2 separate regions of the Mus musculus genome follow, and region 1 is linked to region 2. Evidence: chromatin contacts called from public HiChIP or PLAC-seq data. All regions are on one chromosome and are shown on one strand. Each heading gives the region's core, a stretch centred on a gene start, on an enhancer-like site or on the middle of the called end of the contact. The rest is flanking DNA. Distances are from core to core; before and after follow the strand shown. Region 1 holds the start of Aff3 (AF4/FMR2 family, member 3). Region 2 overlaps Aff3 (AF4/FMR2 family, member 3).

Region 1 (6,637 bases), core at 3,440-5,939, 140 kb before region 2:
ATCGAATTTGACATTTGGGGCAATTCTCAGCCATTGTGGAAGGTGGCTGAGGGGACAGATTATCTGTATTTGTTGCCATCCCAAAGAGGCTTCAGCCACCTGACTGAGATATTGGCTTCCCCTCCCCCTTTCAGTCAATTTACAACCCTTTGCAGGGAGCATGTCCTTAGAGGATTGCTGAAATGGCCCTGACTGCCTGTGGCCCAGAATGTTCTGCAAAGCTCCGGACAGCAGGCAAGTAAGGAGGAGGGGCCTTAGTGAAGTTTTCAGCCAGAGGATACTGTCAGGGAGCCCAAGGCAGAGATGGTCCCTATGCCCCATGTTTCCATGGAAACATAGGAGGAGTGATGACAGCCAGCACAACCGCACCATCTGCTCAGGACCTGGAGAATGAGGGGGAAAAATGAGAAAGGTACCTTGGATCCCAGGCTAGATCCACTGTGTGCTACCTGTGAAGAGTGAGGGAAAGAGGACACTGGAGCTCCTGGGTAGATTTGAAAATCCTTGCTGTCCTGGGGGTTGACATATTAACATCTCATTTGCAAGCAAAAAGCATGGAGGGTTTATTGGCAAACCCTAGATAGTTTCAAAAAACCCTGGAAGCCTCTGGAAAGAGAAGCTGACTGAGTTATCTGCCGGCTTCCCTGGAACTAGAAAGAAAGGTGTTGTAAGAAAAGATGGTAGAGAAGAGGGAGGAGAGGTTGAGAGAGCTTCCAGGCAGGTCATCCACAGAGCTAGCTCTTATCTAGAGAATAGAGGAGGAGTGGGAGGGGCAGGGAGAGGGAGAGAGAGATTGAGAAAGATTCTACTGGTTCCTCAAAACTACCTCTGAGTTCCAGCCATGTCTTGGGAATTAGTTGATGGAGATGGGAGATGCTGTGGATTTGCTTCTGGGTGCACACAAGAGGCTTCTCATCCCAGGAGAGCATATTGAGGACGAGGTCCTTGCTGAAGCACATGCGCATACCCTGTTAAGCAGGAGCCACTTCTTCCTTCCTTCATTTTGTGGATTTAGCACAAACCAGCCAACCAACTAGCCAGGCCCCCAGGGAGGCCAGGCAGTCCCGCTTTCGCTACCTTCCTTCCTCAGTGGCCCTCTCCTGAACTGGGCGGTTCCATTCAGCTCTCAGTAGCACAAGTTGCTTCTCCCTCAGCAGAAAAGGCCCTCGGATCTTCTGTGTGTTCCGAAGCTACTGCTTCACTGGGAAACCCCTCTCTCTCTCTCTCTCTCTCTCTCTCTCTCTCTCTCTCTCTTTCACATCTCTCTCTCATCTATCTATCTATGTATTTATCTCTATGTATCTATTTATCTATGTATTTATCTCTATGTATCTATTTATCTATGTATTTATCTCTATGTATCTATTTATGTATTTGTGTGTATGTATGTATCTATGTATTTATCTCTATGTATCTATTTATGTATTTGTGTATGTATGTATGTATGTATGTATGTATGTATGTATGTATCTATCTATCTATCTATCTATCTATCTATCTATCTATCTATCTATCTGGGCAATCTCTTGTTCCTTTACAGAAAACAAAACCCTAGCAAAAACAAACAACCCCCCATCTCCAAACAAAACAAAAAGTCACCAAAACCAAAACCCAAGCACAACAACAAAAACTCAACAAACCAACCCCTTTTCTAATTCTAGAGAGTACCAGCACCTCACATTCTCTCTCCCTTCCCCCTTTCCTTCCCTCTGTCCTTCTCTTCTTCTTCCTCCCCTTCTTCTTCCTCTTCTTTTTTTTACTAATGTTGAAATTTTGACTTGTCTCAGTGCTGGATTCGGCTCATACACCAATGACTCTATAATGGGAACAGCCATAAAATATAAAATATAAGTTAACAAGTTAAAATATAAAATATAAATAATAAGTTCTTAGATTGAAGAGTCTCATTAACTCCTCTACATCTCACCAGTGAAATCTATTCATTTTCAGTTTATTTCAATCACAGCTTAGGCAAAGACAGTATCTACAACAACATTTTGGGTTTCTTCCAATGCCTTCACTCTCCAAGTGGGCTCTATTCACAGAAACATCCACCAGAAATAAAATACTAATGCATCCGTCCTCGAGTTAAAGACCCCAAACAGAAAATACATTATTTGTGAAGAAACGTTTAAAAAAAAAATTACCCACAGTGAAATGACTTCCGGCTCAAGTACACTTAAATGTAAACGTGAGGACCCAGAGCCGACACTTAAATATACATCTGTCCATCCCTTCATAGCTCTTTTAGGGAGACCTTTTACAAATAACCTTTCCCTCCCCAAGCCTAACTCCTTTTGCTCTTTCTCCTTTTCTGGGACCCATTTATCTTCAGCCACTAAGAGGAGGAGGCTTGAATCTGTGTCCGAGCCTCAGGCTCGCTCGGCATGGGACCCGCAGTAAACACGGTTCTGTTTGTTCTTCAGCAGCTTCTTTTGTATAAACAGATGTGGTGGGAAGGGAAGGGACGGGAAGCCAGATCCCTGGGAGGGGCGGGAGGTCTCCTTTCTGGAGAAGACTCCCAGCTGCAGCCAGGAGCCCAAGGAACAGGACACATTTCTTGTTCAGGCCTTGGAACTTGCAGTTCTTCCAGGCAGGGGCTGTTCCCCTCTCTCTCTCTCCTCCACCCTCCACCCCCAGCCTTTGTTCCTGGGAAGGCTGTCTCCATGTGATGTCTATAGCTCACTTTTGCCAGAGCAAACATTTCCAAGAGGGTTTATGCTAAGTAGGTATCTGTAAGGCACATTTCCCCCCTCCTTCTCTCCAGATACACTGTAGACCAAGATTTTGGATCCCAGCCCTTCACACCTGTACTTTGTCCATATTTCCTTTGTTCTTTTGTAGCCTTCAACTAAAGGGGCCGGGGTGGTGTTTCAAGCAGCGAAGTTGTTAGTTTGTAAAAATAACCAGTCAGTTTCTACAGCGGATTTGATGCAGACTCTGCCTTCACTTAGCGATTGATATTTTCACATTAGTTATGGATGCTAATAGGGAACTATTCCAAAGCTGGGGGAAGAAAAGGATGGGGGCCCGAGAGCTTTGCAGTTCTGTTTCCGAGAGCATAGAACTCTAGTTGGCTTTTTGGCAGTTTATCTACCTGCGCCCACGACTTCGTTAGTTCTCCTTCAGAGGTGGGTGAAATAAAAAAAGGGGTTGCTCCTAGGATTTCTACCAAAGGGGCTAAATTTTTGGCGGCCTCACATGGTGGCTCTTCTTGTCTAGAAAAGGAACAAAGGCCGATACACTGCAAAGGCCTCCCTTAGGGCATGCGGGGTTTGGTGTAAGTGGTGAGCTTTGCTCGGTGCTGCTCTCTCCAGGAATCCTGGGGAATCCTGAACAGGGCTCCAGGAACTGGGGCCAAGAGCATGGGAGAGGGGAACCCCATGCACCACCCCCGGGGCCAGCATGGGATCCTCAATTTTGAGGGCAGAAGCCCAGAGATGGAAGGATAGACCAGCTCTACGCCTCCAGTCCCCACTCTCAGAGTGTATATAATAATGAGCGAGGGGGGAGCAGTCTCTCAAACCAAGGGAGTAATAATAGCAAGGGTTTTATTTTTTTTACAAGCCACAGTGGTACTCTATCATCTTTCCAGCTGACAATCTGCCACTCTCTAGACAGGAGAGGAGGCGGCGGGAAGTTTGTAGTGGAAACCCAGAGAGGCCTTTCCAGTATGAAATAAAAAGAAAGGAGACTGGTTTCCAGGGACTGGGCAGCTGAGGGCTAGTGGGATACCCCTCGTCCTCCCAGCCCCCAGGCTAAACTGCAGCTGAAAGCAGGTCTTGGAAGACGCTTCCTTCCCGCCTCCTCTTTATTTCACTTAAGTTACTGGCTCCAGATATTTGAAACGATTTGTTTTCAGCGCTGCCGTGGGCTGCACTGTTAACTCTCACCGCGCCTGGGGCGCCCAGGGCTTTTCCTTCCTAGCGCCCACCCCAGATCTTCAAGAGTGCACACCTCCAGCCGCAGCGCCCTGCGGGTTCCCCTTAATTTGCGGAGGACCAGAAAGTCCCAGCTGGACACGGGGCGAGGGCGAGAGGCAGGGGTCTGCTTTGCTGCAGGCCGGCCTCGGCTCGGCACGGCATCCCCCTGCCCTCGGCGCCGCTGCGCCGCTCCCTTTGGCTCAGAGGACGTCCCCCGCAACCCTCGGGGCCACTGAGGGTCTGGAGAGATGGAGGGGCGCGGGTGAGGAGGGCGAGCCGGCAGTCCGGCCCGAGAAAGGGCGCGGGACCCCGAGCAGCCGCACGGGGAGAGCGGGGAGCGCGGGGAGCGCAGGGGCGCGCGGGGCGGGCGCGGCGCGGGGCTCAGGACGCGCGCGCGCGCCTCGGCCTCGCCCGCGCACACGCGCCTCCCGGAGGAGAAAGAGGCGGGCGGGCGAGCGGGCGGGCGCAGAGCACCGCGCCGGCGGCTGCAGCGGGCCGGGCCGCCGCGAGGGAGGGGCGGAGGGGCGGGCGCAGGCCGGGAGGGGGCGGCGGCGCGGCGAGAGAGCGAGCTCGCGGCTCTCGGCGAGTGTGGCTGCGCGCGAGCCGGCGAGCGGGTGAGTGCGCCGGGCGGGCCCGGGAAGCAGGGGCCGCGGGGGTGCCGGGCACTGAGAGCCGGGGGAGGGTGACTGGCGGGCAGGCGGGCAGGCGGGCGGCGGCGGCTCGGGCGCGGCCGGGATGCACCTTAGCGGGCGCCTCTCGTTGCAGCGCGCGGGCGGCCCGAGGCTCGGCAGCGGCGGCGGCGGACACGGCGGCGGCGGACACAGCGGCGGCGGCGGACACGGCGGCGGCGGCGCTGACACCTCCCACCATGGACAGCTTCGACTTAGCCCTGCTCCAGGAATGGGACCTCGAGTCGCTGTGGTGAGTCCCGGTGCTGGCCGCTGGGGAGCCGCGCTGGCCCCGCCTGCCCTCACCTGGGCCGGGACTCCGGGTGCCCGGCCGCCGTGGGGGTGGGGTGGCTCGGGGACACCCGCCTCGCTGGCCGGCTCCTTCCAGCCTTGGCGGGCTGGATGCTCGGCCGCCTCCCCGTGAATTCGTCGGTCTCCGGTTCCGTTCTCTCCCCTCGGTGCTTGCCTGCGCTAGCTCAGGGGGCCGGGGTCTGGCTGCCACTGGAGGAGCGCAGCGGTGGAGGGGAAGAGAACCGATTTTTAGAACGTGTCACTGATGCCTGAGAGCCCACCCCTCATCTCGCAGCCCCTCTCAGCTCCCTTCCTTCGGATTGTGCTCCCCTCCAGCTCCCGGAGAGCCTCAGGCTCACCACCCCTGTGACCCCCTAGAGTTGGTACCTCTACGAAGTGCCCGGAGAGGATGCTCTCTAGCCTTGCGCCCTGCCTGCTCCCTGCTTGGCGTTTGCATCCTTCCTCTGTCCTACCTCACTCCCACTGGAGATGGAAAAGTGAGCACCCTAGGCAGGAGGCCAGTGTGTCTTGGTGCCCGAATTCCGGAGGCCTTGGCCCAGGGAGACTCATTTCCCGGAGGTTCTCGGTTCCTTTGCACCCTTTCTTCACACATGCCCATGGCTGAACTCCTCACTCTTTTTGTCAAGCTCAAAGCTGGCAGCCTGGAATGCACTTGGGGTTCCAGTTCTCGCTAATCTCGCATTAGGGAGAGCTGCTATAGGTAAATCACAGGTAGATGCAATTTAATTCTAGTTGCGGTTGTCTGAAAAATCCCATTGGCTGCTTCAGCATCCCTCACATTGCCCCCACCCCTTAAATGTTTCCAACCAGCCCTATTCAGGTGGTAAAATTACTGCTTGTATATTCCTGGAGGAACTTGTGTTATGTTTAATATTTACGGGGATGAACATCTGCTGGAACAAGCATATTAACTGCTTTCTGTTCTGCCTCTGGTAATCGCTGATTGTAGAGCTGAGCAGTTCCCTTTTTAATTCAGTAAAGAGTTCACATGTGTCAAAAACTGCAAGTGGTGTGCACATGAATATGCGATGCACAATTTTAAAGCTAAACTGCTTTATGATTTATGACACATACCTCGATGGCATGTGGGCATGTGAATCTCCATAGTGACTTAGGCTCAAAGTGACTTTATTTTCTTAAAGACAGGTGTAACAAAATAAACTAGACACAGAGCTCACGAATTATCGGGCAGTTTCTTATAGAAGATCCGACGGTGACTACAGCTTGCTCTGCATAATGCTAGCACCTATAAAACACACAAGGATGGGCTCCAATGTAATAAAACTTGTATATATTACACTGGCAACTTCAAAGAGCTAGTGTAGAGAGAATATGGAACATGTTATTACTCTATAAAAGTTGCTAATTACTGTGTTGCTGCTCCTGGGGTTATTCCAGTCTTTCATTTACAGATACCTATTATTTTACAGGTTTACCTTTTGAAATATTGGTTTCTGGCACAAATTCAATAGCTTCCCAGATAACAACTGCCTTTTAAAAATGACTTTTGCTTTTTAAAATCTAGGCAGGCTTGTAGTTAAAGGGGAGAACTTATTTTTTGGACGCATGTTTATGCTACTTATCCACTTTCTGGTTCAAATTGAACTCCTGTATGGTTTTTATAAGTTGTATTTTGAGATTATCAGTGGTAATGTGTAGGCCTTTTTGGCAAGGGCTCAAGGTGTGTCTTCAGTTCCCAGTAAATTATCTTGAATACTGTCAAAGAATGCCTGC
Region 2 (7,137 bases), core at 1,166-3,665:
GAGGCTGAGGCCTAAGGACTGACAGTTGGAGACTAGCCTGGACTATATATGTAGTATGTATGTAGTAATTCCCTGTTTGAAATGCCAAGGGTAGAAACTGAAAAGCCCATGGCAGAACCTTGGCTTTAGTACATAATAAGAGACCCTGTGATTTGGTTCCCTGTACCACTGCAAACCAGCAGGGATGTGGACAGTTGGCTCAGAGGTTAAAAATACTTGCTCCTCTTGGAGGGGGCTGTAGATGGGAATCCCAGCAAGATCCAAGAGCTCCAGCACACTCTTGGATATGGGCACCCACGTGTGTATACACACCACTCCCCCCTCCGACACCCAGATAAAAAATAAAAACAAAAAAATCCACAGCGCATGTTATAAGCACATGTTAGCAAGAATAGACTTTGTTTACAAACAGGAAAGGGAGAAACATGACTGGGTCTTGGGTAACTGCGAATAATGAAGCCGTATGTATTTATGCACGGTTTGTAGAATGTAAGTGCAGATGTCTGTAAGAACAGCCAATGCTGTGCTACTGAGCACTTACAACCCACTGTTCAGAGGGAGGCTTTGAGAGGAAGATCTGTTTGTGAGCTTAGCCTCCCAACTACATAAGGAGTGCACTCTGTTAACATCAACGGATTTGTCTGTGAATACAGCTATACCTTGGAAGTACATCAGACACGTGTGATCATTTTGTTGTTCTTATAGCCTGCTTCTCTGGCGAAAGGAGACTTTTCTTGGCATTCATTGGCCCTTCTGTGTCTTTTGTTTTCTACTCTAACTACTTAATTGCTCCATTCTTGAGAGTGTTTGTATTTCTTGACTTCACTTTAATAAAATAATAATAAAAAAATGTCTGGTTTTTAAAAATACTGTACATCTATCAAAAATGTTCCCTAGCAAATGCAGTCTTTCCTGCCTACGGATCAGTTCTGGGGTACTTTGTCCTCCTGAGGGCCTACTGGGTGCTAGATTCTTGCTGACCTTCCCCTCCTGTCATTGCAGACTCTCTAAGGAAAGGAACTGTTTTGCATCAAATGTGGCATATGTCTGCATACCTGGTAACAGGACTGTTCACGTGGAAGTTGCTTAGTAAATATTTATTGAGTGGAATTGCCAGGGGACTTTGGGGATTTTGGGGAATAACTTTCAATTGCAGTTCTTTTTCCGGGCTGCCTAACTGTCTTCCCTTGGACTGTGAACACTTAGAAAACGCTGTCTGTGTACAGCATCTGCCTTTGACATTTGCTTAGACCTTTAAAATATCCTTTCTGACAGAGGCAGGGGACTGCACAGCAGCCATGGCCCTCATTTGGGAGAGGAACCACACAGCCATCTGAGTCTCCTCGTTTTGACGGAGCTGAGGTGGCTCAGTGCTGAGTGTCCCTGGCAGGGTTTCTGCTTGTTCAGAGGCCACTGTCCTTCTTACAGAAACACACGCTCTGCCTGTCATCAGAATGCCCACCAGAACAGGGATGGCCTCTTGTCCCACACAGTGGTTTGGGCGACTTTGATCTACCACAAATCTTGATGGCCTGACAATTCACTGGCCACAAGATCTTTCTAACCTGTGAGGTCAGTTTGGTCCTCTGAAAACATGAGTGTGTCTTAGTCTGCCCCGAGAGCTTCCCGAGCTGACGCATTTCCCACATACATAGACTTCCTCATTTGGCCATCAGTGGAGGTGAGTGGGAGAGAAACATCAGGCTGGATCACTCCCTTGACCTTCTACCTGTTTCATGTGCAACCTAGTGATAGCTATCTTTCCTTATTTGTAAAGAAATGAAAATTTGTCTAAAAATAATGCAAATACCTTTCCACATTTGGGAGGAGAGGTCTTGCTTCCTGCTTTATAATGCATAAAAGTATATAATTCATATGAATAATGACATGTAACCTGTGTCCCCACCACATGATTAGGAAAGTATCTCTGTACGTAATGGTTGTGATATAGACTCCTGTTCCAATTACATGTGCAAGTCCATGCGTGTGGTCCTTAGGTCCAGGCACTAGCTGGGCCCTGGTATTTATTGGGTACCATTCTTAATGTTTCTGCTATCCTCTATGTGTGTGAGTAGGTACTTAGAATATTTCGGTTTGCTGTTGGCCTCTTTTCCATTGAATTCTTAAGGTGTACAACTCACACTCTTCCAGACAAGGCAGCAGTGCTGAGCTTTGTACTATCTGGGAGTTTCTTGCTTCCTTTTCAGTCTCCTGACCCACTCAGAAACCCCTTGCTGAGCTTGCCTTTGACGGACCGGCCGCACTACAGGAATAACGCACGCACGCACGCACGGCCTCTTCCTCAGGATGCTGGATGTGCTGTCAGGCACCTAGATGGATGATGAGGGCCTGGGCCTCTGGAATCTCCTCAGTCTTCTAATCTTGAGTTGTCAGAATCTGGCACATTCAAGGACTGTTGCCAGGTCATTTGCATTACCTCTAATGTAAGAGCAAAGCTTTTACAGGCCAAGGGAACTTGCACCGGTTCAAATCAGATGCTCAAACTGCAGTTTGCTTTGAGCTAGGAGACAGCGGGTTTCCTGTCAGTGGGCTTCTGCTGAGTGTCTGTGCAGTCACAGAGCTGCCCCAGTTAGTGGTGCTTCCTATGGTGGCTCATGTCTTCTACCTGCCAAGCTCTGTCTCAGGAAACATTATTCATTGCTCCCCCTCCATCAACAAAGGACGGCCTTGGTGTTTGCTAGCATTTTCTCTTTCCTTTGTCCTGTCTCTCTCCCTTCAGTTCTCCCTGACAGACATTCATAGGTTGATTCTTTCCATAATTGGCTGCCCCTCTCACTGTGTTGGAGGTATCTTTGGATTAAAATAATGTATTTTTAAAATGTATTTTGAGACAGGTGTTGTATGCTTTCTTTAATATGATGAACTAGATTTTTACACACTTGAGCACACACACACACACACACACACACACACACACACACACACACGAAGAGGTACTGTTTGTCTAGGGGGAGGAAGGAGCCCAGTGGGAGGGGTAACAAGAGAGGGGAGGGTCATATGAATATGAAAAAGTACATGACATGAACCTGTGGGGATATGGTGATATCCATCATTTTGTATAATGAACATATCTAGTAAAATAAACCCCTCACAAACAGCTTTTTTGTTTTGTTTTGTTTTTTTAACATATGATTTTAATGTCTCTCCATTGAGGTAGGCGAAGTCACCTTTGACAATGCCGCAAAAGTGTCTGGCACTTTGGTACACAAGGATATGGTCTAATATTGTGCTGACTTAGGATACAAAAAGGCACACAAAGTTGAAGCCTAGACTCCCTGGGACTGAAGTTGGACAAAGGGTGAGCTGGGACTGGCTTGGGGAGACGGGATGGGTGTGGGCTTAAGTTCTTGTTGACAGAGGTAGTTGGTCATGGGTGGACCCTGATGTGCTGAGTGTAGTTCAAACCCTCAGGCTGGGTAGCAGCTGCTATGGTGACCACTGTTTGCTTAGTTCAAGGGTTCACTGCCCTGAAACCACAGCTGGCTCTCCCTCTGCTAGCATGGATGACATTCCTGCTGATGTGAACACTGAAGTTGCCCCTGATTGTCCCAGGGGCTACCACTGCTGAGTCAGTGTGTTCTATCATAGCCCTTGAGATGTGGGCATATTGTACACTTCTCAGACCATGGCCACCATAGACCCAGAGCTTATGTAGCTGATGAGGGCCAGATAGGATGGCTTCTTCTGTAGGTTCCGGTAGTGCTCAGCAAGGATGCTCTCCGGTGCCTGCAGCATCTTCATCCTTACCATCTTGAAGCCCCACCTCTCAAAGCATTACATCAGAATCCCCACCAGCCTCTGCTGTACCCCATGTGGCTTTACAGCAACCAGGGTCTACTCTTGGGGCTAAGAGGGCTCTCCAGAACTAGGGTGCACCAGCAGGCATTGAAAGCATGACCTCCCAACCTGCAAACAACTTTTAAGCACAAAAATGTAAATAGAGGAAAAAATGAAATGCAAGTGGTTTTTAAGGGCTGTTCTTTGTATGCACATAAACCCGTTGTATGAGTCTTGTCTTTTTTGTTTGCAATTGATGTTCTTACATTTATTTTGCTTGAAACTTTCATTTTCCACTGGCTAAAACTTTTGATAGCAAGTTATCTGGTATGTATAGTCTCCCCCCACTTCAGGCAGCAGTGCTCCAAAGTTTATGTTCATGACTCCCTATATGTAGAGGATTCTCTGGACTCTGCTTTTTAAAAAAAAAAAGTCCAAATGGGGTGATTTTTATGCCCTTTAAAAACCTTAATGCTTCCCATAAGGACTGTGGAATGATTTTATGACCCAGTCCTGCTTCCATAAATGTTAAAGAAACAGACTGGTGTAAAAATCTTGGAATGATAATTATTAATAAAAATACTCTTCCATTTGCTCTGCAGAACATTATTTTTATATTAAAATTGTTTTCTCTTACTATTAAAATGTGCTCAGAAATGGATATAGGGGACTTAGGCATTTCTTAACCAAAGCAGAAGTCTTTCCTGTGGGAACCAGAAATACAACAAATGCAGAGTAGTCTTAAGAGGAGGCTTTTTAAAAAGCTATTTATATTTATAAAACACATACTTGAGTTTATGGCTATGCCTCCAGTTAGGATGTCAAACAAGTATAATTCTCTGAAAATACCATTGAGTTCACAGCAGTGAAGCATCCAGAAGAAACTGAACAATTTTCTATAAATTTAATTGCTGCCTTGGAATAATTATGTCTAAAGGATGGGATATATATTTTATTATCCATCAGCTTCTTTTTTAACAGGAGTACTGAGCTTTGTACAAGTCAATTATTTTTGATAGTTTCTGTAATTAATGTTTAATTATATTTTATTGCCCTCATTTTATTACATCACCATGGTGACAATTGAAACATTTCTAAATGCTGAAAATCTTGACATTGTATTGTGTGTTACACTATTGCCTTTTTAACACTTCCATGAAATTCCAGGTCTGGTGGATTGGTGTCACCATTTATTGGAAAGCAATATTGAACCTCTTCTTTTTATACTTGTGTATCAGAAGAAGTGTAACTCAAGACAGAGTAGTGTAAATAATACCTCCTTTTAAAATCTTTCCATGTTGTTAACTATTTACTGCTATTATGATTATGTGTTTTGTCCCTGTGTGTGTGTCTCTTTTTCTGTGTTGTCTCTATCTGTGGTGTCTTTGTGTATATGTGTGTGTGTGCATATGTAGTATGTCTGTGTGTGTACATGTGTGTATGTGTCTATGTAGTATAGAGTGTGGGTTGCATGCATGTCATGAGGCATGTGCCAGTCAGAGGACAACTGCCAGGATTCAGCTCTCTTCTTCCACTGTGGGTTTTAAAGACCTCTGTCAGGTTGCCAGCTTGTGAGCAAGCACTTTACCCTCTGAACCATTCACCCAACCCAGCAGTGTCTTTTCTCTATCATTATCCGAATTGCAAATTGTTTATGGAATGCATTTGTCTTATATCATGTTCTGAATTGCCCTAAATGTATATAATGCAAAATGTATGTCAAACAAACAATGCTAGCTCTGTTAGTAGAATTCACTCTTTGAAGTTCGGGGCTTGTTTGTGTTCATGACTGGGAAAAAAAATCTACTTTGTGTAGTACCCACATTAAAAAAAAAACCGCCTATTTTCCTTTAAAAATCAAAAAAAAAAAAAAACACTAGTGTATGGGGCAAGAAAATGGTGAGAGGAGAAAAAGCGGGGCGGGGCAGTGCAAAACAGGCAACAGGCAGGTTATCTTCAAGGTGGATATGAGGGGTTTGGAGTGAAGATCAAGTTGACCAACCCCATACATCCTCCTATGTGGACAACACCAGTTAGCATGGTATTTCATGCTCTTCTGTTACTCTGGGAATCCTGTCAGTTCTAGGCTTGCAGCGACTATCAAAAGTCACTATTACGTAGCCGTGCCTCCTAATCAACCAACTGACCGATTATGAATTGGTCTCTACCACGCTTTCCCTTCCTGCGGGTATTTGTTTTATGTCTTTCTGCTGTTTGCCTTTCACTGCTTGGCCATTGTCAACACCTCTTAGAGAGTTGCAGTTGGGCAATACTCTCAAGCACAGCCATGTAATTTTTGTGTGAAAACCACTTTGAGGATAATTATCACTTGTGTAAGGACGAGTGCATAATCGCAATCAGAACATGGGAATGTTAAACTATATAATAAGCAAATTCTCCTTAAAATTCTAACATCAGTTTTTCTCACTGTTCAATATGGAAGCTGGGGCTCTGGGTGCAGTAGTTTTGCCTGACCACATGATAAGAAACAACAGATTTGTGTTTATATGCACATTACTTGAGTATGGGTTTTCCGTCTCCAAATTGGACTTCATTTAGTGTAGAGAGAGCTTGTGTTTTAAAGATTTTGTGAGCTTGTCACATTACCATGAAGACTAGAAACATAAATTAAACAAGCGTTAAATCATCATATTTGTTTGTAAGTTTGATTCTTCTATTTTAATTATGTATCATGCAAATACCCTTCTAACTTGATGGGTATATCTCCATCTATGGGTTTGGACCAATTCTGTATATCCTTCTTGAGAGTATAAGGAGAGATGATTTTATGGATAGGACAACTTGTTGGTAGTTCAAAAAAAAACAATCATATTATATCTTTATTAAGCCAGTGTTATGTTACTTTCATTGTTCTTAGAACTACTGTCCTCCTTCATTCAAAGACCAAACATTTGTCTCCCTCTCCCCAGTCTCTGGCATACAGGGTTCAGTGACTTTATGTCCCTTTCGCCAAAGCATATTTATTCAGTGACACAATGCCATGTTTCCATTTTTCCTCTCCTGGAATCTCTTTTTATGTATTCACCTCATTTTATCCATTTTCTTTAACTAGTTTTCACCCCTTTGATGGGTTAGAAAGGGCCCCAGACAGACACCAGACATTTAATTTCGAATGCAGAAATCCTTGACAGAGGCAGGAGTAAAGTCACAGCTCACATAATTTGCTGTTAGGTTATGATGGCTCATGCTTCCGTGGGACGATGATATCTGTCCAGGCTCAGCAGAGGGGGTCGCGCATGTGGTTAGGAGATAGTAGAAGTCACTTCATTAGTAACATGTTGCCTGTCTCTTATACATCATATTGTTAATGCTATATGC

The links. HiChIP or PLAC-seq counts read pairs in DNA pulled down with a chosen protein or histone mark.
Region 1: an H3K4me3 HiChIP or PLAC-seq map of embryonic forebrain shows a contact between it and region 2, with 2.4 times the contacts expected there. The contact joins the promoter of Aff3 here to the enhancer-like site in region 2. A contact is called at or near these places in 2 of 484 Hi-C or Micro-C datasets (embryonic cerebral cortex and nephron progenitors), 3 of 115 datasets of contacts at active chromatin or transcription factors (embryonic forebrain, embryonic stem cells and forebrain) and 2 of 9 other capture datasets (embryonic stem cells and liver).

The regions. Positions count from the first base shown.
Region 1 is chr1:38,625,296-38,631,932 of GRCm38.p6, reverse strand. It overlaps Aff3 (AF4/FMR2 family, member 3), which reads left to right and starts at 4,689. Exons shown (of 22, transcript NM_001290814.1): 1 at 4,689-4,844. The coding sequence starts at 4,792. Gm34596 (a long non-coding RNA gene) reads right to left here and starts at 1,266. Exons shown (of 5, transcript XR_373334.2): 1 at 827-1,266.
Region 2 is chr1:38,484,344-38,491,480 of GRCm38.p6, reverse strand. All of the region lies in intron 4 of Aff3 (AF4/FMR2 family, member 3), which reads left to right. It also overlaps the pseudogene Gm34727. Among named protein-coding and RNA genes, the nearest start is that of Aff3, 140 kb to the left of the region's middle. Within about 2 kb of position 2,415, at least 11 of the 459 cell types and tissues checked have an H3K27ac peak or open chromatin away from gene starts, as enhancers often do. A contact at or near this core is called in embryonic cerebral cortex and embryonic forebrain, where this site is marked.